Regions from separate parts of the Mus musculus genome. Here all the other regions are linked to region 2. The links are chromatin contacts, called in public ChIA-PET, Hi-C and HiChIP or PLAC-seq maps. All regions are on one chromosome and are shown on one strand. The core of a region is the stretch at or near the end of the contact, and the rest is flanking DNA. Distances in the headings are between cores, read along the strand shown. Region 1 has its middle 45 kb from the start of Btd. Region 2 holds the start of Ncoa4 (nuclear receptor coactivator 4). Region 3 overlaps Btd (biotinidase). Region 4 holds the start of Ercc6 (excision repair cross-complementing rodent repair deficiency, complementation group 6). Region 5 overlaps Ankrd28 (ankyrin repeat domain 28). Region 6 overlaps Ankrd28 (ankyrin repeat domain 28). Region 7 has its middle 21 kb from the start of Ercc6.

Region 1 (2,867 bases), core at 73-2,572, 470 kb after region 2:
TGAACATAGACATGATGCAGAGATGGGGAAAAATAGAAAAATGGAATGTAAGGTTGGCAGAGTGGTGCAACAACCTGGAACTTATGCAGATACAGACTCAGCCCCAGCTGAGGGGCCACAGGATCACCTTGGCTCTAGGCAACAATGAAGCCTGAGACGACTGGATTGGATCTCCTTGAAAGACCACCTTTGTCCATGATGCCACCAGGGGCCATGTTGGTGTCTGGTCCATTCTACTGCCCCAGGCATCCAGGAAGCCTGAGATCTATGTGGATGTTTGTAGTCTGTCCTGGTGACTGGTTGCCTTGGTGATGCCCTCTGAGGGCCTGCTAGTTGTGATTGGCATGTGTAGCCGTCTGAGGACATGAAGTCCATGGTCTGTGCACCCACTGAGGGCCATGAGTAGGTCACTGGTCCTGATAAGACCAGGGGCTGTGTTGATGTCTGTGGCCTACATTACTCCTGAGGTCTGATGTCCATGGTCTGGGCTGCCATGTTTATGTCTGTGGATCAGGGAGAGCTGGCCCCACCCCTCACCAGCATGGTGTGGGCATGCCAGAGAGCTGGCCTGCACCTGTGGAAGTATGAGCTGGCCCTGACATTGCAGCAGCCTCACAGAGGTGCCAACCATGGCACAAGTTTGAGGGAACCGTCCTGCTCTTCCCCAGCTGTCTCACTGCTCTCCACAGTTGATGGCCTATGGTGGGGATGCAGGTGGGAAAGACTCATCTTCCCTTGGGAGACTGACCACTAGGAATTGTCCATGCTCCATGATTGTGTGGACAACACAAAATGGACTTGTGGGTTTTCTTTCTTTCATTCTTTTTCTTTTTAGGAGGTGGAGGGTCACCAGTGAGGGGGGCTCACATGGGGGAAGCAAGCATAACGGGTGCATGTGAGATTCCCAAATAATAAAACAAAAAAATGTTAAACTCTTTTTAAAGCCTTGGAAAAGAGAGGTTAAGGCTCTGAATTTGGAAAATAGAATATTAATTTAAAAATAGATCTATAATAACCCTTTGTGGAAAATAGGCAACAGACCTTACCAAGCCAGATAAAGGGTGTTCTCCCCTTTGTGGTTTCACTGTAGACCAGAAAATGAAAATGTCAAAATCAGGAAGTAAGCAGTTCTCAAGTCCCGAAGCTGTGCACCGTTCTGGTTAGTGTGGTAAAGCAGCTCCTCGCCCTCTCTGCCCCTCTAGGGGACACAGGGGACACGGGTCATTCGCACGCCCCGCGTATCCACCCTGGACATACCAGCGCCTGCCCATCCCTTAGCCATCCTGCCCATCAGAGCGATTGCTGCAGAGTCTCAGTGCTAGAGTCCAGCTAACCCTGACTGTGTTTTATATGTGTCTCAAGTCATGAAAAGCATGGTGTAGGGTTCAGGCAAGAGGAAGGTAGAATTCCCGCAGAACCCCACCGTGAGTGGCAGGGCTTCGAGCAGACCTCTGTGAAGGGGAGCTGAAGCAGAGAGCCTTTCCCAATGGCTGTGACAGTGTTGCCTCCTGACAGGGCCATCTCTTCACTTTTCCTTGCCTTTGTTTCCTGGCTGTGAAACAATAGTGGTGTGCGATGTACAGGGTTTCCGAGCAGTGCTGCCATCTCTGCTACAGACGTGGTGGGAATTAAGTGAGAGTGCGTGGAAGGGGGCTGGTGTGTAACACGCACAGGGTAAAGGTTAGCTCTCTTCTCTGCCCTGGCATTTTATGGGAAGGATTAAATGAGATAATAGACAGCCTAGAATCTGAACTCAGTGAGTTGATGGCTTTGTGACTTTAAAACTAGTCATTTAACTTCTCTGAACTTCAAGTGTTTTGAGGGTTTTGTTTGTAAAATGAGAACATTTAACATTTTTTCCTATTCTTTTATCTCTCTGGCTGCTGTTGCTTGGGGGCTTCTTGTTTTTTTTTTTTTTTTTTTTTTTGAGAAGGGATCATGGAAGATCGGTAGGAGGGACACATGCAGAGGAGATGGGACATGGTCTGGTGTTAGGGAGCACTCCTGAAAGGCGACTTGCCAAACACTTTGCTGCTATGACACTCTTCTCCTAAAGAAGACGTTATGTTTTTTCAGGGAATGAAAATCATTCAAAAGTCATCTAAAACCTACTGCCTTGGTCTGCGTCTGCAAAAACGCACATTCACTGTGCAAGAGTCTGACTAAAGGAAATGCCTTTGTGGAAGGAAGTTAGGGAGGGTGGAGCCTGAGGTGGCTTCAAGTCTACCCTCAAAGACATCAGTGATCAATTCCTTCTGTGCGACAAATATCTGACAAAGTACACAGAAGCCCTTGGGCCCAGAGTGCCCTTCTTCCCAGAATGTCTCTGCTTTAGTATCCTCAGCATGTTCTCAGAAGCCGAGGGTGAAAGCCTGGCCTAATGGAGCACTACAGGGCAGAGAAGGCTCCTCAAGGCTGACTCAAGATGAGAGTGTGTGTACAAATTAAGGTTTTTGAGCCTTACCCCCCCCCCCCCCCGCTGGTGTAGACTGTATTTGCACCAACCTCAGTACAGTTTCCAGTTCTACCAATCACAGGCCCCACATATAGACCAGTCTCAAATCCTGCATTGCACCAATCACCAGCATTGCATCTTGCTGAGTTACTGAGAGCTGCAGCAGCTGAGGGCAGGGCTGCAGGGCTCTGAGCCCTGTCTTGCCTGCAGTACTGCCTTCTAAGGCAGGTGCAGCTGATCTGGAGTAGTTGTGACTCCCAAAGATATGATCCAGATATCTAGGAAATGGGGGTGGGGGTTGCCAAAGCATGGGCAAGAAAACACTAGGCGGTACACTGAGAAGCTGTGCTTAATGGCCTGGCAATATTCTTTTGACACCAGGCACTTTCATTCCCAAACACTATTGTTTCTC
Region 2 (3,039 bases), core at 521-3,020:
GGGACACAAGCAACCTGCACTGCTTTCATAAACTGGCCATGGGAGTCAAGTTAACTTCTAAAACTAGATACAAGATGCTTTAAGAAGCATCTTAGTTCATCTGTAGTTCGGTAATTTTCCTCAAAAGAATAACGTAACTGTAGAGACAGACACGTTCGTCATCATCAAACTTCAATCTGAAAACTTTAAATGTCTAGGTTATTTTCCGAAAGGCTCAAAGACCCAAGGGAGGAGGTAAAAAAAAAAGAAAAAAGAGATCTAAATGCAGGGACTGTTAGTGCCAGCAGCTACCCATTATCTCACTTAGCAGAACAATTCTTCGGGCGAGTAAATCTTGCAAAGAGCAAATCACCTGGGTGTGGTGGCACGTACGTCTGTAAACCCAGCAGAGCCAACAGGATCCCTGCAGCCAGTCTCAAGCAAACTAAACAAACCAGGCTGGAGAGATGGCCCAGTGGTTATCAAAGGGCCAGAGTTCAGTTCTTAGGGCCCACATCAGGTGACTCACAATGGCTTGTAAGGGGATCTGACACTCTTCTTAAACAAACAAAAAAATCCACAGAGCAAATCAAGCGACCTGCTGAGCAGTACAAATTAGTCTCCTGTTTGTCACACAGGATGAAATTCTTTCCAATGTTCTAATGTACTTTAAAAGTTCAGAAACATCACAGTGGGATGCTAACGGAGAACCAACAGCCTTACCTGTCCCATACACACCCAGGGAAGTAACTCAAAAGGTCTATGACCATACTCCAAATTACCAAGTGGGTGGAAAGTCAAGTCCTTCCAAAAGGACGCCAGGGTGGCAGGCCCTTACCTACTAAACAACACTAGCAGGAGAGCTGTGTGCAGGAGGGTCAGATAACTCCAGCCCCTCTGACTTGTCATTCTTGAGCCATCCTCCCAAGTTCCAGCCTGTAGCACTTAAACCCATACTGTTCCCACCGCAAGGGCTAAGTCACATCAGGGCCGGGAGCACGTCCACTTCTTTACATTACTATATCCTCAGTACCCTAAGCATATAGCAAATGAACGCCCGAGCTATGAATTAATGATTCTGCAAGCTCTCTCTTCTCATCAGCTGAAGGGACGAATCAAACGATTTAAAGGGACTGCTGGGAGAAGGAAACGGATAGTGGGCCTCCAGAAGTCATTCCACCTTGCCAAACCACTAGGAATAGGGGCAAATGTGCACTGGGTCAGTAATGGAAACCAGGCCCGCCTGGGACCAGAGAAACAGGGCTGTCACCGCTATAAACCCAGAGGACAGTCAGGGCAATGTAGGGAAAGGGATGGAAGAGAAGCATTCAGGCTGCAATCGTGGCCCAGGAACGAAACATGTCGACAGGACAGAGGAGAGAAGACAGATCCAGCGCTTGGGCATGAAGGAAAAGTGGTAGCGTCGGGACGAGGGGAGGGAGAGGAGCTCTGGCCTGGCGCGACGCGGGGACTGGAGAGGCGATCACAGCAGACGTGACCTGGGGAAGGGAAGGGCCATTGGGCCCCGCGTGCAGGCAGGTGGGATGGTGGTCCCGGACCCGAGGGTCGGGAAGAATGGAGGGGAGGGCAGGACAGGCCACAGGCCGGAGCGAAGAAGGGCACAGGGCAGAAGAGGAAGCGCGCCCGCCGGCCACTCTCGTCCTTACCGGCTGGCAGCGCTCCTTCCGGTGATCCGAGCGGACCTTAGACCGACCCAGACACTTAGCCGTGGAAGGATCCGGACCCTGAAGACAGAGTTCTCGCGATAGGATGGCCTCCCTACCACGCTTCTCGGTAGTGTTCTGACAGTCTCGCGAGATTTCCTTCCGCGCCTGCGCAAAGTCTTCTTAGAGCTCAACGTGGAGGCATGCAGTAACACTCCCTGCCCTTAGTCTGGATCATTTTCGTGCCTATCAGTAAGTCTCTAATCCCAGCACTCCGGAGGCAGAGGCAGAGGCAGGCGGATTTCTGAGTTCGAGGACAGCCTGGTCTACAGAGTGAGTTCCAGGACAGCCAGGGCTACACAGAGAAACCCTGTCTTGAAAAAAAAAAAAAAAAGCACTTCCTGTTCTTGCAGAGGACCCAGTTTTGGTTCCCAGCCACCTACAGGATGGCTCACAACCACCCATACCTCCTGGTTCCAGTGCCTTCTGACCTCCAAGGGCACCAGGCGTGCACACGGTACAGATGTATATATGCAGGCAAAAAAGAGTCATGCAAATAAAGAAAATAAACTCTTTTTTTCCTCTGGGGTTTGTGGTGGTTTGAGTAAGAATGGCCCTCTCGGGCTCACGTGTTTGAATGCTTACTGATGAGAAGATGGCTCTACTTAGAGTGAGTGTCCTTGTTGGGGTGGGTGTGGCTTTGGGGGAGGAAGTATGTCACTGGGGGTTGGCTTTGAGGCTTCAGAAGTCCAAGCCAGGCTTAGTGGCTCACTCTTTCTTTCTGCTGCATGTGGATCTGGATGTAGTACTCTGAGCTACTTCTGCCTGCAGGCCACCCTGCTTTATGCCATGCTGATAATGGACAAAGCCTCTGAAATGGTAAAGATGGCCCAGGCAAATGCTTCCTTTTGTAAGAGTTGCCATGGTCATGGTGTCTCTTCACAGCAATAAAACAGTGACTAAGACAAGGCTGATGGGCTTTATAACTTAGGAAAAACATGCTACATTTTTTTTTAAATATTGAGTAAATAAATGTCAGAATTAATGTTACAGTTTCAAGTCAGTGTATTTTAGCTGGTCTGTATGCCACACCTAACTGACCCTAGAGCTAGGCCCCACCACCCACAGAAGTCCGGCTTCTGAGTTTCCTGTCAGACTGCGTGAGGTCTAGAGAGCCCCTTCTCCAGTATCTCTAACCTGTTCTAACCTTATGCAAACACAGTGTGATGTGGGGACTCGATAAAGAGGGGGTACCTAAGTAACTGGAAGGAAGGATAAATGAGAGTACCAGGGACAAAGAAGAAGTCTGGTTTCATCATGAACACACATGCTTTTTTCCATTGTAAAGCAGAAACAGATGGTTCTGAGCCACCATGTGGTTGCTGGGAACTCAGAA
Region 3 (3,041 bases), core at 278-2,777, 490 kb after region 2:
AACAGGTAGGCATCCTTGTGACAATTAACGACCTGTGACCTGCCTGGGCTGTTTGTCACGACTAGGCAGCAGATGTTGACCTTGAAGAGAAGACTGGGGACAGAGCACAGCCTGTCCTCCAGCCCAGCAGCATCCTTGGGATGTTTCCCTGTGCTCCTATCACTGAGTTTAAAAACACTTTTCATTGGTTGATGGTTTTTGGTGTATGTTTATGGTGTATGTTTTTGCGGCAAGAGCTCACTTGACCCAGGAAGGCCAGATTCTCAATGTCTTCTGCCTCAGCCTCCTGAAGGCTGGGATCTCAGGTGTGTGCCTGGATGGTATAAACCCAGCTATCTTGTACATTTTTAACTGCTGTGACTTTATTTTGTCATATATAGACCCTGAATGTTGGATGTTGAAAATCCATGTTTGTCTTGAGGTCATTTAGGCAGTTCTAACCCTCAGCAGGAACTAGAGGGGTGGCTCTCTGCCATCCCTCTACATGGAATTTTTACACCAGGTTACCTCTCATGACAGCCGGCCCTCTGGCTGACTAGTCTTAGGTCTTGTGCCTGCCTGGCCAGTGGGTTTCAGCTAAGGGGTATCTCTCTGGTGCCTCCAGCAAAGTCCTGGTCCTTACTAATACTCTGGCAGCTGAGTTAAAATCCATTTGGCGTTTATTTGAAAGCTATTATTGACTTGGAGACTTGTTACAACATCCATAGTTAACCATCACCGTCCACGCTGTCTCACCCATGAAGGGGTCACCACGTGGATCTTCTTCGGTGATCGCAGCGGGCATGTCTGCGCCTGTGGAACCGGGCCAGTCTTCCAGAAGGCTGTTGTTGGTCTTTTGTTTGTTTGTTTGCTTTTGGTTTTTTTCCTTCTTTGGCATACAGATGTTAAGCTCACTGAATATATCTCATTATGCCCTAACTTCCTTTGTGAGAAAAACCACAGCCAGGCACAACTGTGCCTACAGAAGAGCCCACACAGACTAAGCCACTTCCCCCAAGTCTGTTTCCACCAAAAATACCCTTGGCTTCCTGCCTCCATGCTGTGGTCAGAACGCCTTTTGCTTCCTGAACTTGAGAGCCATAGTTAACGAAAGCATAGCGCAGTCATTAGTCATTGGCATATTTCCTCCTACAATGGCTGGTTTCGTTCATTTTCCTATCCTTTGTTCTGCCATCTGGCAACTTCCTTTCACTGTAAGAGTCCCTTTGTCCGACCCCCATTATTTGCTGTTGCCCTTATGTCTGCAGGAGCAATTCATTCTTAATTGTCATTAGTGGTCTGGGGCTAGTCAGCAGGGACAAATGAAGATCTGACAGGTGCCCAGTACTGTCACATACTGGGAGGCCTGGATGGAGCGGCTCTGCACTCAGGACAAGCCTTCCTGTGCCTGCTTCTCCTGTGGGTTTGGGTTGTCTTGGGATGAAGTAGCAAGATGCATTTTAAAAAGACTGTCTGTCTCTCGAGGTTTGGGGGCAGGGAAGCAGTGTGGACTGTGGACAGCCACATCTGGAGCTGCATCCAGCCTGCCAGCTCCCGCCTGCTGGAGAAGTCTGCACTGGGAGGGCAGGCAGGCACTGTCATCTGGTGGGAGAGGTCCTGCACCATCCCGGGGGGGGATTCCCAGGGCGAAGGAATCCCAGAATTTCCTGAGGGATTGAGCTGTTCATTTCCTCAAGACTTGACTCATCCCGAGCCTTTGCAAGCGATGAGTCAACCCGGGCTGGCGCCACCAGTGCCTTTTGCTTTTGGCATGACGCCTGTGCTTGCCCCACCCGAAGGTTTAAACCCACCGTTGAGGCCACGCTTGTAAGAGCTGTCCTTTGGAATCCAGGGTACATGCTCAGTTGCCCTGCCAAGGACCAGAATAGGGACGTTCCTGCCAGAGAACGGGACGAGGTCAGTTTCCTCTCATACAGTTTGGTGATTTTGTTGTTGCTGTTTTGGGACCGGAACTCACTATGTATCCCTGGCTGCGCTGGAACAGAAATCTGCCTGCCTCTACCTCCTTCTCACAAATACACTCCATGGCACACACACACAGATTTTAAAAGGCATTAAATAGCAGCAACATTAAGAGGCAAATATCAGAAGACTATCCATTCTGCACTTTATAAAAAAATTATAATGGAAACTATTACTCTGCACAGGTCTAACACCTTCATTGGATGCAAATTAGAAACCAGTGGCCTATAAATGCCTTCACTGTCCTGACCATGTCTGTCAGTTTCTAGTTTGGAACTGGTACTGTGGGCAGCCCTTGCCCTGCGCTTTCGTGGGGTCTTGGAAAAGATCTGCTGCTGTTGGGCTAAGCAAAAGTGTGTGCCGGCGACACAGTGGAGACCTCTTTAACACAAATTTAAGTAAACCAGCGTCACTGTATCCACACAGTTGAGCAAAGCTAAACCGATGTATGGAAGTCTCTGGAATCCCTGGATGAGACATCTCAGACAGAATAATTCTTTTACTCATGTTTTCCTAGGTTCGCCTTGCTCAATGCTTCCCAGCCCCTCCCTCCGTCCCTAGCTCGGCGCTCCCCAGTTATTCCGAGGCCCACCCACACACCCATCCACTGACAGCAAGGCAGATGCAAGTCGGGCCTTTCTTCTATTTTGAAGAGCTGTTCCTAGGACTGCATTTCTGACACCGCTGGTGGCTCGGGCATTGCCACCTCATCTGGAAGTTCCTGTTGGCCAGAATAGGGACAGTCACCGAGCAGCCTTTTGTACAGCATTGCTTGGAGAGTGTGTTTCTTAGCACAGAAAGTGATCGGGCTTGGGGGATATCATTGCGGTGTCACTAGATCAACAGTGAAAGATACAAAACAAAGAAAAAAACCCAGCCAGTATTCTGCGGATTTGTAAAATAGCAACTGAGGTTTATTTTCTGGCTTCAAATTTAAAACCAATTGTGTAGTGGGAAGAGGGTGTGGCCTGACAGACTAAAGTGAATAGAAAATACCAGAAAATGTCTCAGTCATTATGTAGAAAGGAAGGAACTGCCCCTCCCATTTTCTTACGGCTCCCCAGGGTGGGAGCCAGTGC
Region 4 (2,847 bases), core at 97-2,596, 350 kb before region 2:
GCATGTGTGGGCGAGAGAATGCACATGGGGGTTGGGGGGAGTATAATGTAAAGAAGGATTTGATCAAAGCACTAAAGTTTCAGAGGTGAACTAAATCACACACTGACAAAATTACTGACTCAATCAAATGAGGCATGAGGCAGTTCCCCCTAGTCCCCTGGGAGGCCAGGCATTTAAAGAAAAAATGGCTTTAGTATAGATATATACAAGGGCAACTGTGGTGATGGCCATAAAAAGAAGTTACATAACTCGGCAATTAAGAGAGACCTAAGTAAAACTGTGAAGGTAAGGTGTGAGGTGGCCTCTCTGACAAAGTGTCACTCTAAAAGATTAATGAGATTTGATCAAGGTCAAAAGCAGAGTTAGCATCTCGAAATGAGATAATGAATAAAGGCTGGAACTCAGTGAGAACTTTGTAACCAAAATTCAAGAGCTGATTATAGTATTGCTCGCTGTGTAAATCTTTCAGTCGTTCCAGAAACATCTAAAAGTTACAAAGCTAGGAAACCAGACTTGTGACTTGGGTTTTCTACGGCCACAACCAAGCTGGATTAGGGTCTGGAGAGTTATCTGTACATAAGTACGGTGTTGAAGCGAGAAGGGACAAGTTACACGGGTCCGGGGGCGGGGGGTGGGGGGGTATGCTCTTAAATTATATTTCACTGAAATGGCTCTCAAAAAGTTTAAGGATGCGTGACAACAGCAGGACCCAATTAATGCTCGTAAAAGACCAGTTTTGGATAACAGAGAAATAGCAGTGCAGTGCTAATAGGATGAAGTCAGGAGGAAAAAGACGAGAGGGCTCGGAAGAGAAGGACAGCGGTGAAGATGACACCGCGAAGGGTACCGGGTTACAGCACTTACAGCTCTGTCCCTCCCACTCAACTTTGCATCTTACGGAAGGCGCCGGGTATGCACCACCCTGACTCTCCCTCTCAAGGACACCATCATCGTCATCCAGACCCACCAGAGCCCTGTAGGCCCTGCACGCCGGGCCCCATTCACAAACCCAGAAGCAAATGCAAGGGGCTGGTCCGCGCCCCCACTGCCCCGTGCCCTCCGCTCAGGTGAGAGCCGGCGCCACACGTCACTTCCGGTTTCAGGTGCGCCTGCCGGAAGATATCCGGCCCACGGGCGAAGCCGCGGCTCGCTCGGACGGGCTCCGCCGCAGAAGGCTAGACGCCCACGGCGCGGGGCCACAGCCTCATGGAGAGCCCGAGGCGCAAGTACTCTCACCCGGCCTTCTGTCCGGCTGCCGAACACTCACCCAGAACCACGCGGCTGCCCAAACGAATTCTTCGTCGCTACCGCCGCGACGGAGCGTTGAGACAAACCTTAGCGCATGCGCCCTAGGCCTGTGCTAAGCACCGCCTCTGGGGGCGGGCAGGACCAACGGCGCCTGCGCCTTGCTGAGCCGTTTGTAAGCAAGGGTTTGCCACGTGCGTTGACCAAAGGGAGCCGCGCGTGGCCTTTGTCCTGGGCTAGGTTGGACTGTGTGGTCAGTCTGTAGCCATTTGAGCGGCTTGTATCATTCTTGACAAATGTTATCTAGTTTTATGAATTAAAAGATATTAATAAGTTATTTCTCCGTCACCACCGGTGAAATAAGCCAATTTAAACCAGATTATACTAAAGGCAGGTTTATTGGAAGGCGGTTGTCTGTCGAGTTCACTGGCCCCAAGGGTTGAAGTCGCCATTGTGGGGGTGGGGGTCGTGTATGCGTAGAGAGAGAAGGAGAGAGCAAAATGCCTGGATTTTTTTGGGAGGAACCTCTGAGGGAAGGGCAGCCCAGGCCCTGGGCTGGGAAGTTCAGGGTTATGGGGCAGGGTATGCCAGGTAGGGACTGAGACATGGTATGCCAGGTACGGACTGAAGGATGCTGGGAAAACCTGGAGGCTTTGATATGTAAAATACGCATCTCAGTCCCTTGTCCCTGGGTCTGAAACCAAACTTTCTTTCTTTTCTTTTTTTTTTTTTTTTAAATTTGGTTTTTCGAGACAGGGTTTCTCTGTATAGCCCTGGCTGTCCTGGAACTCACTTTGTAGACCAGGCTAGCCTCGAACTCAGAAATCATTTTTAGAGAAAGAAAAGGGAGTCTGCCAATGAGTGACTAGCTAAAGGTGCTCAAATCCTTTGCTTTGACATCCTCACCTCACCGCCTTAGTCATCTGGCACATCTTAAAACCGAAGAGGAAAACGTACCTTTATGACCGCTCACCAACACCACCCCAAGACCTGGGCAGAGCACCTGAGTGCATGTACAACATGCAGGTCTACAACAGATGGCTTAACTACATTAAGTCACTTAATACTTGTTAACTAATATTAACTATCTAAGCCAAGTAGTAACATTCTTTACCCAACCAAGAATCCTGGAGGTGGTCTCGCTTAGGTGAGAATTTACAAAGAAAAAGCCCAGTTTCCCAAGAGGTAGCTGAATTAAACTGGGAACTAATTAGCCCAGAAATGCCAAGAATAGAGAAGGTGGAATTGTCAGGGTCCTTGGCACGAAGTCCAGTGTAAAGGCACAAAACTTTGGGGGGCAGTAGTGAGAGGCTCCTCACTGCCATCCCCAGCAACCCGCCAGTTTATGAAGCAGAGTCAAAAGATTTCATTAAAGACATTTTAATCAGGGCTTAAGCTCAAAGGTTAAGGAAAGGAGGGGCTCTGCGAAGCAAGTGAAACACACATATATTCGTGCTTCTCAGAGAGCCACGACTGTCATAGCATTAGCCAAATAAATATTACATCTCAAGAGATTGCTAAGAATTCTCTGCACACACCACCCCTCCTATTATCCTTCTCCTAGTAAATCAGATTATAAGGTAACTCTGGAGATACCTTGGG
Region 5 (2,880 bases), core at 235-2,734, 370 kb after region 2:
TATAAGCATTTTGGCAGTAATTTTGAGAACAGATTACTGAGAAATGAAGCATGCTTTGCTACATGAAAACTTTGTGCAAGAAGTTGCTCTATATGCATCATTATTATTTTATCTCTGTGTGGGTGTCTTGTCTGCATGTATATATGTACATCACATGATGCATGCATGCCTAGTACCTAAAAGAGGCCAGAAGATGGTGTCAGGATTCTTGGAATTGAAGTTACAGAAAATTAGAATATGAACCAACCAGTACCCCCAGAAAATTGAGATTCACCATGTGGGTCCTGGGACTCAAACCAGGTCCTCTGGAGGAGCAGCTAATGCTCTTAACTGCTGAGTCATCTCTACAGCCCCGAAATAACTCTCTTTAGGTGTTGGTAACTTAAATACTTAGGTCACTTTGTGAAATTAAGAAGCAGAATAGTTAATAAAGAGTAGCAGGTGCTTTCCCTTTCAAAATAAATATTTCAACAAAAGAGAGGGACAAACAAAGCAAGCAAAACAGGAGGGCTGTGGTAATCCTGACTTCACTTTTTGTGTAATATTTTTTCATTGTAAATTAAATTACAGGTGGAAGAAAGCTACAGTCTTTATTTTTTGTTTCTGGTTTTTGGTTCTACAGTCTTTTACTGTCTGTTCTTCACTATACTGGTCTGTATAGCAAAACCTAGGTAAAAGAAATGCATGAGAGACTTTGTGTAAGATTCATAAAACAAAACAAAAAACCCTTGTTCATTGATGTAATTTTAGCATATAATTAATTATGAACAAGCAATAAGTTGAATAAATATTTGTGGGGATAGATTATTTGAGCACCTAATTTGGTTAAAGAAAGAATGATTTACGTATTTTTATTTTGATATGTTATTTAATAAGCATCAAAAGAGTCGCATATTTTTTGAAGTGACTGCATTGTGTCTGTCAGTGCTGTAATAGAAGGCTATTTTTAAACAGATTGAGCTTGACTGGAAATGTTAAAATAATTACTATCAAAGTTGAGTATGTTAGCTGGCACATGCCAGTAATCTTAATAAAGGGGACTGAGGGAGAAGGAAGAGAAGAGTTCAAGGCTGGTCTAGTCTTGTTTATCAATATAACCAACAACCCAAACCTCTAAAATTGTCCTGAGTAGTGTTGTGTGTGCCTGTGATCCTCCCAAGGCAGGAGGTGTGTGAGTTTGAGGCCAGTTTGAACAACGTAATCAGACTGTTTGTTTGTTTGTTTGTTTTGTGTTTTTTTAAAAAGATGAACTATGAAGCTCCTTATTCATTAGAAACTTCTGTTTAAAATATAAGATTGGAAAAATATTTTTGTATTGGTAAAAATAATCAAATAAATACTGAAGATTTTTTCTTTTGTATTTGCTGCCACCAAGTGGCTGATTGGTGACATTACCAAGTTTGTTACATGTCTAGACAGTGCAATTTACTATATATATCACGGTATACTTGCACCTGGCTTGGGCTGACCTTGAACTCACTGCCCCTTGACTGGGAGGATTTATAGATGTGTGCCAACATAATCAGCCACCCTGATACTTTGAACTAGCTTGATTTGGCTACTTTACAAGCCATAGCTTACTTTCTTGGACCAGAGCTATTCTTGGCACAGAACATCATTTCTGTGTTCCCGGTATTTTGCAGAGGCCTCTTAGGACATTAGCAACTAGTGTTAATAAAGGTGATTAAACATTGGACTAGCACAGGGTCCCCAGTGGAAGAGTTAGAGAAAGAACTGAAGGAGCTGAAGGAACGAACCCCTTGCAGCCCCATAGGAGGAACAGCAATGTGAACCAACCAGTACCCCCAGGGCTCCCAGGGACTAAACCACCAACCAAAGAGCACACATGGAGGGACCCATGGCCCCAGCCTCATATGTATCAGAGGATGGCCTTGTGGAACATCTATGAGAGGAGAGACCCTTGGTCCTGTGAAGGCTCGATGCCCCAGTGTAGGGGAAAGCCAGGAGTGGGTGGGTTGGTGAGCAGAGGGAGGGGGTAGGATAGGGGGTTTTTGGAGGAGAAACCAGGAAAGGGGATCACATTTGAAATGTAAATAAAGAAAATATCTAATAAAAAATTTAAAAGCAACCAAACAGAAAACCCCAAACAAACAAAAAAGCAAAGATGGTTAAAAAAAAAAAAAAAAGAACAATTTTCTAGTGTAGTGTGAAAATATGGTTGATGCATACTGTTTCACACAGGTTTAATTCTGACATGTATTCTTTAATGAGAGTATACATGAGAATTACGATTTCATAAGTTTTTAGAACTAATTTTACTAAATTAATTATGGAGAGTTTATTTTTACTCCAGAAACTGTTATATAAGCATGTATAACATTCTTAGAAAAAAGAAAAAAAAGGAAACTCAAATGTTTACTATTAGGAAGTGGGCTGCTTACAACATTGTGTACTTTTGTGTAGAATTTGATGTAATCATTCTAAGTGTTAGAGAGGGCTACGTGGAGCCATGGGTGGGTGCGTCCTTCTTTTCAGAAGCATGCGTCTGTCCCTAACACTCAGCTTAAAGCTTAAACCCCCATTTTGTTTTGAGGGGAAGAAACATATTAACAAAATATATAATTGGAAGTTTTTAGAAACATACAGAGAAAATAGCTAGCAGTATTTAAGTTTTAAGTAATAGTATGGTAAATTCTTTAAATTTATATATTTGAAATTAATGCTTTACATATTAATATATGAACAACATTTTACAAATCACTGACAGCCTTTGAAAACAAACCATGTATAAACAAATTGGCAAAGTGGCTGGATGTATTATCAGAAAATATATACAAGATTTGCTTGTGTGTGTTTTTAAGATTTAAGGTAATTTGTTGCGACCATGAAATATGAAAGCCCCATATTTTGGATTTCTTC
Region 6 (2,754 bases), core at 85-2,584, 390 kb after region 2:
AAGAACTCCCTCCCTCCCTCCCTCCCTCCCTCCCTCCCTCCCTCCCTCCGGGTATTGTGTGTGCGCACGTGCACAGTGCGCATGTCATAGCTCATATGTGTAAGACAGGGAACAACTTGTTAGAGTCAGTTCTCTTCTTCTACCTTCTGGGTTCCAGGGATTGAACTCAGGTCATCAGGTTTGTTGACAAGTGGTTTTATTTTATTATGGTCCCTGCTTCTTAATTTAAATTATAAGTACAGTATTTCATTGTGTAGATGTCCAACTGGAAATTTCAGATATGTTAAAAGTCTGATGTTTATTAAGCATTTCAATGTACCAATATATTCACTAGGCCTTTTTTTAAAAATTAAGCTCAAGGTTTTTCATTAATAATGCATAACTTAGTAATAGGAATATTTTTCTTGAACTATACCCACAATTTATTATCCATACCTTCCATTTTGCGTTTCTTTAAGTGATAGGAGAAAGTAAGCCCTTAACTGACCATGTTAAGCCAGGCCTGGTGGCACGTGTCTATAGTCTCCTCACCATGAAAGCAGAGGTAGGATAATCTTGAGTTTTAAGCCTACATGGATTACATAAGAGCTCTAGGCTAGCCTGTATTCATAGGGAGATTCTCTAGGACAAAACTAGCTTAGAGTAAAACTCTGGCTCTTTATAAAAGCAGGCAGCTTTAGTGTTGCAGTTTCTCACCCTTTTCCCATTTTGTAGCACTTGCCTTTATTGAATTTTAAAAATAATATTTAGCCTGTTCATCATCGAAACACTTGGTTCTTCATTCCTGATTTAGTTATTTAAATGCTATTTAAATAAGCTACAAATACACAAATTACTAACACATTTTACCCTTGGCAAACATAGACCCCATTGTATGATCAAGAGTGTGTGGATTTAGTAGTGGAAGACTGTGAGTCAAAGTACCTTGTGTAAAAACTAGTTATTCATGCTACCCAGGAGCCAAGAATATTAGTTAATCATGTGAGTTAAATAAAGGTTGATGAAGAGCTTCTTGTGTTCTATTATTTAAGTAACCATTTAGGGGACATCTAATTGTTTTCAGCATTTGCTTCCTGCAATGATTGAATAAACAAGTTAGAATTCATTTTTTTAAAACATAAGTTTTAAAGCCATATTTTACTAAAGGGACTTTTAGCTATTTTAATGCCTAATTTTCAGTGTTGAACTCTAGTAGAGTGAAATAAGATCTGTATTTTTTCTTTCATTATTAATTAATTCCCTTTTATTTTGATTTGCATAGAAGAATGCTATGTTTGTATGAGTCATAAAATAGCTTCATAGTATTGTGAGCATTGAGTCACAGAATTCCAGGCATCTCTCAGACACAGATGACTCACTTTCTGTGTCATCGTGCTTGCTGTAATGCTTATGCGTTACATTAGAGATGTTTGTCTATTTGACTAGGTCTAATCACATTTTAACATTAGCAACATTTGTTTGTTTAATGGGTAGCACCAAAAAGCCTAGGCAACGAGTTCTTTTTAAAACACACTTCTAAATTAGTCTTCAGCTTTCAGTAAATTTTTATATTTCAGTGCTTGCCAGACAATCTCTGTAAGCTTTTTAGCACTGTTTGGTGTATGATTTCTCTCTATATTCTATTTCCTGGGGTGAAAATTAGAATAAAAGGCGTGATGCAGTAGATTCTAACTCTGGTCATAGAGAGGAAAAACTCTTAGCTCACTAACTTATTTAACATTAATAGCACTAAACTAATTTCCTGTACAGTATTTTTACATAGTATTGCTAAGCCTCCCCACTCTAATCCACACTCTCAGCTGTCCTTAGAGTGAGTTAGAGAGTCCCAAACTAGAAAATTTTACAATCTTGAGCTGAGGAGATAGCTCAGTGGGTAAAGTGCTTGTTAGACAATCATGAGGAACAAAGTTCGATGTCTGACCCCCACCTAAGAGCTGGATGTGGTAGTGCGTGAATACCAGCACTAGGAAGGCAGAAAGTTACCTGGGGATGACTAGACAACTAGCCTACCCTAATGGTCAGCAAGCCCTGGGTCCCAGGAACTGATCCTGTCAGAACAAAGCAGACAGTTCTTGATGAATGGTCCTGAGGTTGACATCTGACCTCCACATGCACACATACACAGCCATGTATCCACATGTACAGCATCCCTCCCCCGAAAAAAATCAGGAAGACTGGAGTAATATCCTGAATAGTCTATAAAAGTGGGTGTTCCAAGATGGTGGCTTAGTTCTTGAGATCATTCACAATCATAGTCACAATCTGCTCTGATAGTGGCCTACATCTACATGTTCAAAGTTAGCTCAGTTTCAAATCTGCCTTTCAGCCTATAGGAAGTAGGAAGATACTCCAGCTATAACGTAGTTTTTGTTTTGTTTTCATTTCATTTTGTTTTTTAAGGCAAGATCTTGCTTAGTTTAGTTTAGGCTGATCCAGAACTCCACTATGTAGCCCAGAGTGGAGTTGATCCTCGGCCTCAGCCTTAGCCTCAGCCTCGGCCTCCCCCTCCCCCTCCCCCATGCTGCTGATGTGCATGCACTCACCCAGCTTGACAGATGCCTTTTAAAGGGAAGGCATTTTCAAAGGTCTGGCATTTGATTTCACTATTCTACTATTGGTCCACACTAAGTATAAGTACTTCAGGTAATCTAGGGATATAACCTCTTATTTACCATGTGGGTAAATGGCAAGTTATAGCTTGCTTTCTATAGACAGTAAGAAAAACGGATTAAAAAAGAAAAAGAAAAAAAAAAA
Region 7 (2,732 bases), core at 228-2,727, 330 kb before region 2:
CTCCAGAAAAAGTCAGCATCAATAGCTGAAGTATAACTTATTGCTTTTGCACTAGGATAAAGCTGAAAATCACTAAATCAGGGACCACCTCGATATGAATTCTTAAGACGATGGCTGGTATAAAGCTATTATAAAATCTGAGTTGTTATTATTGCTACCATCAAAAAAAAAATTCCCATCCCCCCTCAGGCCACTAGAACCAGAATCCCCAGGGATGGCAAGGAAAGGTCCTTAGTTCCCCATTCTCTGGAGAGCTGACACACTCTGAGTGTGACCTCCAGAATCCAGCCCAGGTGGCACATTCTCTGACTCTGCCCTCTAAGAAGGGCCTCTCCCTTATTCATCCACCTCATGGCTTCCCTGGTTTGTCCAAGGTTTCCTGTGTCCTTTGAGCTTCCCGACTGGTCTCCACTGCTCTCTCGGCCTGACTTCCTCTCCAGAATAGTTACCGTCTAGACATGATCATTTTTTCCTCAAAAGTCACCCTTGGACATATCTCACTGGAGAAATACAACATTTCCTTTTGTAACTGGCTGTTCTAGCCCATGAGTCATTGTGGCGAGGACACAGGTTGGAACCCGGAGTTGGGGTACAGAAGCCAGGGGAAACCCCAACTGCATCACCAATATTGGAGAAAAGGATACGAAATCTTCTCAAACAACTCATCAGCCCAGGGAGCGCAGTTTTACTAAAATATTTAAAGTGGGGTTTCTCAGCATATGAGTCACGACCCTTTTGGGGGTCAAACAACCCTTTTACAGGGAGGCATGTAACAGATGTCTTGCATATCAGATATTTGCACTATAATTATGAAGTAGCAACAAAACAACTTTATGGTTGGGGGCCAGCACGATATGAGGAACTGTATTAAAGGGTCGCAGCGTTAGGAAGGTTGAGAGCCACTGATTTAAAGCCTTATGAGGGAGGGCATGAGAACTGGGAATCACAGCCTGTGTGCTGTGTGGTGTTTTCTGACTGATAAAAGAATTTCTGCTTTCGGTCCAGCAGAGAGAAAGCCAGCCTCAGCAAGTTTTCAGAGTGGGAGCAATTTGGAAGTGGTTTGGAAGAGTTCAATTCCCTGCCTAAAGGTCTAAACAAGCTGAAACTGGAGCTTTTTATACAAATGGTTAGAAACGAAAGCAAAAAAAAATTTCATCAAGCAAAGGTATGTGTGCAATACATTGGCCCCTTGGTGTCATTTGAAGTAAATTAATGTGGAGGACCAAAGAAATGGAGTCGGCAGGATGCAACGCTCCAGGGACCTGCCTGCGATTTCGTTCCTATTGTAGCAAAACCGGTGCTCCCAGCGAGGCTTCAGGGAAAACTACAACGTGCTTAAGTAAGATTAATCAGTAAAGCAAGCGTCCACCTAATGAGTCATCTTTGACATCACAAAGCCAGGAAAATATAAGGCTGCAGCCTGGCGGCTGTGTACTCCCAGAAGCCACAAAACCGGAGCCGCCCACATGCGTGGGTGGGTGTGGTCCCTGAGCACACTTGTCTCAGCGAAGACGAGACAGAAAATGACAGCCTCCTGGGTGCTCTTCACTGCAGCGGGAAGAGTAGGGGTGGATACTAAAGCAAGCCTCGGGGGGAGGGGGTCCATGTCTCCTCAGCAGCCCTCCTGGATTTCAAGAAGCTCTGAGGGACTGTGTTTCTATGAGCAAGTGCAGAGTCTAAATAATGGTGTTACACACATGTAATCTCTGCACTCACGAGACTGAGACAGGAAGACTACAAACTTGACATAGTTTTGGAAATACACAGAAGACTCCCAGTCTAAGAAAGAAAGAAAGAAAGAAAGAAAGAAAGAAAGAAAGAAAGAAAGAAAGGAAGGAAGGAAGGAAGGAAGGAAGGAAGGAAGGAAGGAAGGAAGGAAGGAAGGAAAAGAAAGAAAGAAAGAAAGAAAGAAAGAAAGAAAGAAAGAAAGAAAGAAAGAGGAAGGAAGGAAGGTAGGTAGGAAAGGAAGGAAGGAAAGGAAGGAAGGAAAGGAAGGAAGGAAGGAAGGAAGGGAAGGAAGGAAGGAAGAAAGAAAGAGAAAGAAAGAAAGAAAGAAAGAAAGAAAGAAAGAAAGAAAGAAGGAAAGAAAGAAAGAAAGAGAAAAGAAAGAAGAAACAGAAGGGAGGGAGGGAAGGAGGGAGGGACGGAGGGACGGAGGGAGGGAGGAAGGAAATCTCTAACTCTAGGAACCCCAGGAGTCCAGAGCAAGTGAGATCACAGCTTTCTGAACTACATATCCCCAGTCACTTCTCAGTTTTGAAAGTTCTTTAAGCACTGGGCATGCTGCAATCAATGTTCTCTCTGTTGGCACAGTAAACAGTATAGCCCCAAGAGCCCTAACCAGTCCTCCAGGGTTAGCGGTCAGGCTCCCAGGTCCCTTTCACAGATCCTATTGCTATAGACCTGACCCCTAACCCACTATGCCCCTGTCCATGGTCCAACTGGCAGCCCAGCTTCCTCCACACGACCCAAGAGCAGCATCCAGTGTGTTGGTATGTGGTCCCCTGGTTTACCCTGACAGTCCTTGACAAGAATGCCCCATTGTGCTTGCTTTCTCAGGTCACTGTGCACAGGAGGGGCTTCTGGAACTCTTCCTCAGTGTACAAAGAGCAGGGGGGTTGGCAATGTGGCCATGTATTAGTCAGGATTCTCTAGAGTCACAGAACTTATGCAATGTCTCTATCTATTAAGGGAATTTATTGTAATGACTTACAGTCTGCAGTTCAACTAAC

Evidence for each region. Hi-C and Micro-C count contacts between places; a contact is called where the count stands out from the background. ChIA-PET counts read pairs in DNA pulled down with a chosen protein or histone mark. HiChIP or PLAC-seq counts read pairs in DNA pulled down with a chosen protein or histone mark.
Region 1: an H3K4me3 HiChIP or PLAC-seq map of bone marrow-derived macrophages shows a contact between it and region 2, with 2.3 times the contacts expected there. The contact joins the enhancer-like site here to the promoter of Ncoa4 in region 2. A contact is called at or near these places in 6 of 115 datasets of contacts at active chromatin or transcription factors (bone marrow-derived macrophages, embryonic forebrain, embryonic stem cells and 1 more).
Region 3: a contact with region 2 is called in a FOXA1 HiChIP or PLAC-seq map of pancreatic cancer cells. The contact joins the enhancer-like site here to the promoter of Ncoa4 in region 2. A contact is called at or near these places in 9 of 39 promoter capture datasets (the 3T3-L1 cell line, the C10 cell line, the SN4741 cell line and 5 more), 2 of 484 Hi-C or Micro-C datasets (both in embryonic stem cells), 17 of 115 datasets of contacts at active chromatin or transcription factors (astrocytes, bone marrow-derived dendritic cells, bone marrow-derived macrophages and 11 more) and 1 of 9 other capture datasets (embryonic stem cells).
Region 4: a contact with region 2 is called in an RNA polymerase II ChIA-PET map of memory CD8 T cells, with 6 read pairs. The contact joins the promoter of Ercc6 here to the promoter of Ncoa4 in region 2. A contact is called at or near these places in 5 of 39 promoter capture datasets (the C10 cell line, the HPC-7 cell line and neural stem cells), 2 of 484 Hi-C or Micro-C datasets (CD4 T cells and the G1E-ER4 cell line) and 6 of 115 datasets of contacts at active chromatin or transcription factors (bone marrow-derived dendritic cells, bone marrow-derived macrophages, embryonic basal ganglia and 3 more).
Region 5: a contact with region 2 is called in a Hi-C map of cortical neurons, with 3 times the contacts expected there. The contact joins the enhancer-like site here to the promoter of Ncoa4 in region 2. A contact is called at or near these places in 7 of 39 promoter capture datasets (the C10 cell line, the SN4741 cell line, cranial neural crest and 3 more), 3 of 484 Hi-C or Micro-C datasets (B cells, cortical neurons and pre-pro-B cells), 11 of 115 datasets of contacts at active chromatin or transcription factors (the 230-238 cell line, the HPC-7 cell line, the NIH/3T3 cell line and 8 more) and 3 of 9 other capture datasets (adipose tissue, bone marrow-derived macrophages and macrophages).
Region 6: an H3K4me3 HiChIP or PLAC-seq map of bone marrow-derived macrophages shows a contact between it and region 2, with 3 times the contacts expected there. The contact joins the enhancer-like site here to the promoter of Ncoa4 in region 2. A contact is called at or near these places in 4 of 39 promoter capture datasets (the C10 cell line, cranial neural crest, epiblast stem cells and 1 more), 1 of 484 Hi-C or Micro-C datasets (granulocyte-monocyte progenitors), 2 of 115 datasets of contacts at active chromatin or transcription factors (bone marrow-derived macrophages and embryonic forebrain) and 2 of 9 other capture datasets (adipose tissue and macrophages).
Region 7: a Hi-C map of bone marrow-derived macrophages shows a contact between it and region 2, with 2.7 times the contacts expected there. The contact joins the enhancer-like site here to the promoter of Ncoa4 in region 2. A contact is called at or near these places in 4 of 39 promoter capture datasets (the C10 cell line and the HPC-7 cell line), 2 of 484 Hi-C or Micro-C datasets (bone marrow-derived macrophages and cortical neurons) and 6 of 115 datasets of contacts at active chromatin or transcription factors (the 230-238 cell line, the NIH/3T3 cell line, bone marrow-derived dendritic cells and 3 more).

What each region holds. Positions count from the first base shown.
Region 1 is chr14:31,684,181-31,687,047 of GRCm38.p6, reverse strand. No RefSeq gene overlaps it. Among named protein-coding and RNA genes, the nearest start is that of Btd, 45 kb to the right of the region's middle. Within about 2 kb of position 1,322, at least 112 of the 459 cell types and tissues checked have an H3K27ac peak or open chromatin away from gene starts, as enhancers often do. A contact at or near this core is called in bone marrow-derived macrophages, where this site is marked.
Region 2 is chr14:32,158,618-32,161,656 of GRCm38.p6, reverse strand. Ncoa4 (nuclear receptor coactivator 4) reads right to left here and starts at 1,770. Exons shown (of 10, transcript NM_001033988.2): 1 at 1,647-1,770.
Region 3 is chr14:31,668,002-31,671,042 of GRCm38.p6, reverse strand. Btd (biotinidase) reads right to left here. Exons shown (of 4, transcript NM_025295.4): 4 at 2,846-3,041. Among named protein-coding and RNA genes, the nearest start is that of Btd, 28 kb to the right of the region's middle. Within about 2 kb of position 1,527, at least 277 of the 459 cell types and tissues checked have an H3K27ac peak or open chromatin away from gene starts, as enhancers often do. A contact at or near this core is called in the SN4741 cell line, astrocytes, bone marrow-derived dendritic cells and 9 more, where this site is marked.
Region 4 is chr14:32,512,020-32,514,866 of GRCm38.p6, reverse strand. Ercc6 (excision repair cross-complementing rodent repair deficiency, complementation group 6) reads right to left here and starts at 1,346. Exons shown (of 21, transcript NM_001081221.2): 1 at 1,268-1,346.
Region 5 is chr14:31,793,190-31,796,069 of GRCm38.p6, reverse strand. The region is part of intron 1 of Ankrd28 (ankyrin repeat domain 28); the gene reads left to right. Among named protein-coding and RNA genes, the nearest start is that of Ankrd28, 36 kb to the left of the region's middle. Within about 2 kb of position 1,484, at least 38 of the 459 cell types and tissues checked have an H3K27ac peak or open chromatin away from gene starts, as enhancers often do. A contact at or near this core is called in cortical neurons, where this site is marked.
Region 6 is chr14:31,767,326-31,770,079 of GRCm38.p6, reverse strand. The region is part of intron 2 of Ankrd28 (ankyrin repeat domain 28); the gene reads left to right. Among named protein-coding and RNA genes, the nearest start is that of Ankrd28, 62 kb to the left of the region's middle. Within about 2 kb of position 1,334, at least 68 of the 459 cell types and tissues checked have an H3K27ac peak or open chromatin away from gene starts, as enhancers often do. A contact at or near this core is called in adipose tissue and bone marrow-derived macrophages, where this site is marked.
Region 7 is chr14:32,491,461-32,494,192 of GRCm38.p6, reverse strand. No RefSeq gene overlaps it. Among named protein-coding and RNA genes, the nearest start is that of Ercc6, 21 kb to the left of the region's middle. Within about 2 kb of position 1,477, at least 40 of the 459 cell types and tissues checked have an H3K27ac peak or open chromatin away from gene starts, as enhancers often do. A contact at or near this core is called in bone marrow-derived macrophages, cortical neurons and pancreatic cancer cells, where this site is marked.